2 separate regions of the Macaca mulatta genome follow, and region 2 is linked to region 1. A link is a contact called in public Hi-C data. All regions are on one chromosome and are shown on one strand. The core of a region is the stretch at or near the end of the contact, and the rest is flanking DNA. Distances in the headings are between cores, read along the strand shown.

What was found. Hi-C and Micro-C count contacts between places; a contact is called where the count stands out from the background.
Region 2: a contact with region 1 is called in a Hi-C map of cortical neurons, with 5 times the contacts expected there. The contact joins the promoter of EIF2S2 here to the promoter of CHMP4B in region 1. A contact is called at or near these places in 2 of 14 Hi-C or Micro-C datasets (blood and cortical neurons).

Annotation. Positions count from the first base shown.
Region 1 is chr10:86,578,382-86,580,903 of T2T-MMU8v2.0, reverse strand. It overlaps CHMP4B (charged multivesicular body protein 4B), which reads right to left and starts at 1,256. Exons shown (of 5, transcript XM_001105255.5): 1 at 956-1,256. The coding sequence starts at 1,145. It overlaps LOC144332064 (a long non-coding RNA gene), which reads left to right and starts at 244. Exons shown (of 5, transcript XR_013399814.1): 1 at 244-547.
Region 2 is chr10:86,880,359-86,882,880 of T2T-MMU8v2.0, reverse strand. EIF2S2 (eukaryotic translation initiation factor 2 subunit beta) reads left to right here and starts at 1,262. Exons shown (of 9, transcript NM_001266866.1): 1 at 1,262-1,325. The coding sequence starts at 1,311.

The DNA.
Region 1 (2,522 bases), core at 7-2,506:
AACATTTCTAAACAGCTTTACAGTTTTAAAGCATTTTCACATTCATCTCACTTAAGAAAAACACAAAGCACTTAGAATGCCCAGAAAGCTATACAACAACAGGAAGTAAAGTAAGCAGTGCTTCAAGATTCGATGCCGGGGCCCTGAATCCCAGTAGTGGGGACTGGGGAGGAGTCGGGAGTCTCTATTTCTGGTTCAGAGGGATGGGGAAGCGGTGAGTCACGGGGTGAAGGCTTGCGCCACGGGAAACTTTGGTAAGGCCAAGCTATGAGGCAACAAAAAGTGAATCACAACGCTAGAAGACACCTTAGGCCTCAACTGAGGCCAAACCCTGGCTGACGGATGGGGAAACTGAGGCCTCAAAGGGACAGCAACTTGCTCAAGTTCACTTAGCAAGTGAACAAGCAGGAATCAGGGGATCTCCTCTCCCCCAGTCCCCTTTTCTCTCCACCAAGGAGGCTTTTCAACGAGAATTCTGAGTTAAGAGGATGGCGGAGACGCCAAGGGCAGCTCACAGATTCCTCCGAGGAGCCGGGAGAGGGCACAGGTAGGACCAGGAAGCACAGAAATGCTGGGATGGGGGCAGAAATGAGCCGAGGAGCAGGCAGGGGCAGTAGCTAGGCAGGTGGGTGAGGCCAAAGGGAGCAGAAAAAGGCGGAAGAGAAAGGGACAGTGTGAGGACGGAGGAAAGTGCTGTGAGATTGGGTCTGAAGGGGCCTCGCGGGGTGGAGAGAGGGTGAGAGGAGAGAGCAGAATAAGTCTGACGATGGAAAAGTCCAGGGATCGCGAAGACATTGAAGGGAGTCGGAGAGGGGGTCCCAGACCCGGCAAGAAGTCTGACCCGGAGAGTTCCAGGGTCAGACCAGACCCCGAGGTGAGTCACGAAGGGGGAAGTCCGGGCCCAGGGATCCTGGGGGGAGCCCGTGGGAAGTCTGAAGGGGCCGGGCCGCCTCACCGCGCTTGTTTTTGGTGCCGTGCTTCTTGGCGGCCGTCAGCTCCTGCTCGATTTTCTTCTCTAGGAACTCCTGTTTCTTGCTTAACATCTCCTCCGTGTCCCGCAGCCGCTGGATGGCCTCCTGGGGGGTCGGGCCGCCCTTGCCGGCCTTACCCCCTCCAGCCCCGAACAGCTTCCCGAACACCGACATGGTTGCTGCTCGCCGCGCCGGCCTTCGCCGCCCGCTCCGGCTCGGCTCGGCTCGGCTCGGCTCCGGCGCCCGCTCCCAGCCCCGCCGCTCCCTGCCGCCGCAGGCCTCTCCTCCGCCTCCGCCTCCGCCCCGCAGCTGGGCCCGGCCGCGCCACCTCCCACAGGCCCCCACGCCCGGTCCGGCCGGCGTCAGGGCAACGCGCCGCTGACTACAACTCCCGGTGGGCAACGCGCCGGCCGCACCTCAAATCTAATGGAGGGAAGCGCGCTGCATGCCGGGAGGCTATAGTCTTCCGGCTTCAGGCGCTCCGCGGCGCGTCTTTTTGGTCTAGCTGGGGTCAAAGGGCGTGTGGCATGGTGGGAAATGTAGTCTTCTTGGCCTGTGCTCTGTAGGAGTAGTATAACAGTAAGACAAATAACAGTAAGTGTGCAACACTGCTCAAAAATGTATTGCTAGAATGGGATACCGGTATGCTTGAACTTTACATTATGTGAAGTTGTCTTAAAAGCGTGAAGGCAATAGTTGTTTTCAATTTCAACCTGTCAGTTCTGTGGTCACAGAAGCAAAGCAGTATCTTCTCCAGTTAAGTACGGTTGTCTGCGATTTTACTTTCAGCAGTTTCACTTGTCCAACTAAGGTCTGACAGTATTAAATAGAAAATTCCAGAAATAAAGAATTCATAAGTTTTTAATTTCCATTGACCTAATGAAATCTCATGCTATCCTGTTCCATCCCACCTGCGATGTGAATCATCCCTTTGTCCAACATACCTCTACCACCTGTTAGTCACTTACCAGCTTAGGAGTTATCAGATGGATTGTCACGGTGTTTCAGTGCTTTCGTTCGAGTAACCCTCATTTTACTAAATAATGGCCTAAAGTGCAAGAGTAGTAACGCTGGCAGTTTGGATATGCCAAACTGAAGCTGTAAAGTGCTTCTTTTAAATGTAAGGATGGAAGTTCTCAGCTTAAGAAAAAAAAATCATATGCTGAGCTTACTGGGATCTGCAGTAAGAACGAATCATCTAGCCCTGGAATTGCGAAAGACATACCCAAGACTGGGCAATCTACAAAGGAAAGAGGTTTAATTGGACTTATAGTTCCAAATGGCAGGGGAAGCCTCACAATCATGGCAGAAGGCAAGGAGGAGCAAGTACCGTCTTACATGGATGGCAGCAGGCAAAGAGACAACGAGAGCCAAGCAAAAGGGGTGTCTCCTCATAAAATCATCAGATCTCATGAGACTTATTCACTACCACAAGAACAGTATGGGAGAAACTGCTGCCATGATTTAATTATCTCCTACCAGGTCCCTCCCACAACAGTGGGAATTATGGGAGATATGATTCAAGATGAGATTTGAGTGGGGACACAGCCA
Region 2 (2,522 bases), core at 13-2,512, 300 kb before region 1:
ACTCCTGACCTCAGGTGATCCGCCCGCCTTGGCCTCCCAAAGTGCTGGGATTACAAGCGTGAGCCACCACACCCGGCCAGTTCTACTTTCTTATTATGTAAGAATTATAGGCCGGGCGAGGTGGCTCATGCCTGTAATCCCAGCTACTCGAGAGGCTGAAGCAGAATCGCTTGAATTCGGGAGGCAGAGCTTGCAGTGAACCGATATCTCGCCACTGCACTCCAGCCTGGGCGACAGACAGAGCGAGTCTCAAAAAAAAAAAAAAAAAATTATTAAATTACCCAATCATAGAATTACCCCCACCTCCTGACTGCATCTAATCCAGAGAGAAGCTCTGCTTCCTTAAACCCTGCCCAAATCCTGTAAATTCTTTCCAACACCCTCTTCTCAAGACGTCCCGGTGTTTTCCACAGTGTACTGCCCTCCCTGCAAGACCATAAACCCCACCTTTTCCAACTACAGGAGTGTTCTTGACGGTCTTTGGCTGGAGGGCACTGCCGCAGTGAGACCTCCCTGAAGGGTCTCTGCTGTTTTTAGGTCTAAAAGGAAATTCCGTGGTGCAGCCAGAGCGTTCAGTCAGATTTCATAAACAAGTATTTTGAGGCTTCCCGACAGTTGCCTCTTGCGTGGCTGTTTCTCCTCAGGAGATGCTATCTCTCCTGGGAGAAGATCGGGAAGATACTTTGGTTTCTGACCTCCTAAGCAGAAAACCAGCCGTCAAATTTCTCATGAAGTAAAAACCCTCAGGGAGGTGAGCGCCTCCAGCTCCAACTCAGAATTTCTGAAACACCATGACGCCCCGGGGTCAAGTGGGAAACTAAAGGTCGAGCGGGTTCATACGACTCAGTGTCTAAGCCACTACCCTAATCCAGGAGGAAGGGACCCCAATTCACTCTACAAGCAGCGCAAGAGAACGCTCCAAAACGCTGAGGCAGTATCAACAACCTAACCTTCTTCCGGCTGCCGCTCGCTCGGTCGTCGAGCGCAGGTCGCTGGGAGGCTACAGCGCAAGCGCAATCCGCTTATAGGTGGACTACAAGTCCCGGCATGCCTGGCTACGCGGCGTCGCCTGGTAACTCGCGCCACACGAAGCGCGCTAGGTTGGCTCTTCTGCGCGCCTGCGCCTTGGCCAGCTCTGCGCAGGCGCATTTCCAACGCTTGGAGGAGAGGGCGGGGTGTCGTTCCCTTTCGCTGATGCAAGAGCCTAGTGCGGTGGTGGGAGAGGTATCGGCAGGAGCCGCGCTGCCGCCGGGGCCTGGGGCTGACCCGTCTGACTTCCCGTCCGTGCCGAGCCCACTCGAGCCGCAGCCATGTCTGGGGACGAGGTGAGGGTCTGAGCCCGGCGTTAGGGCTAACTAAGGACTGAGGCGAAAAGCCGAACCCACTCCAGTGTGGGAGACCGGGCCTGCGGCCTAGCAGCTGGCCGCCGCCATGTGGGGCAGCCGGGCCTAGGCGGCCCGGAGCGGCAGAGCCGGCGAGGACTCCGGAGCCGCAGGCTTGGCTGCAGCGCGCTTTCCTCAGGGCGGCGGCGCCGAGGCGGACCTCCTGCCGTGGCTGGCGTTTCCGGAATGGAGAGCACACGTTGAGTCGCCCTCCCTGAAGGGGCTCGAATGCCCAGTTAATTCCCCGAACGAGATTGGGGCTGGCGATCCCTGCATTCCTTTCTGCTCGGCACTGCCGCCCCAGCTCGCCTCACTGGGTGCCGCGAGGAGCTCTCTTAGCTTGGTAGAACGCCCTCGTTAAAACTTTCTAGGCTGTCTTGTCGGGGCCGGTATCCCGCCCTCGTTTGCCTTCCTAGCATTGCTTTTTAAAAAGACGAGGGGGTGATGGGATTAGAACGAGAGAAAAAGATTCTGCAGCCTCAGGAAGTGACTGACCTTCCCGGAAAGTTTCCGGGTGAGCCCCCGAGCTTCCCTTAACAGAGGGCTCCCAGCGACGTGAGCGGGAAGTCCGGGCTGTGAAACTGGCTGGATCTTTTTCTGCCGTGGTGCTTGGAACTCAGTGAATTTCCTCAAATCCCTTTCCCCCAGATTTATCCTAGTTGATATAATATCTACCGACTTAAAATGAAGTTGATTTTAAGTACTCTCAGTAGGTATTGCTTAACATTGGGGGAGGCCCTGTACGGTGTTGAGAATTTCCTCAGGCAATAGGAAGCCTTGATCACAAGGGCAAAGGAATGGCCGAGAAAGGCCAGTAAATGTGCTCACAGGAAGTAGAATAATCTTCAGTTTGGTGACAGTTAAGGGGTGAACACTTGACAAACAGGTAATGATTAATTCATGGAGGGCTGTGAAGACGAAGTTAAGGAATTTGGAATGTATTCTGGAGGGGATTCCAGTCTCTTAGACTTGGTTCTCACAACAGTCCTGTAAAATAGGTCTGTTGTGCCCATTTTAGAGATGAAAAAATTGAGTGTTACAGAGTTGTATAATGCCCATGATCAAATACTAAGTGGCTGAGCCAGTAGAATTCCAGATTGACTAGGATCTTAATGGCTTACAGAAACTGAAAGTTTGTAG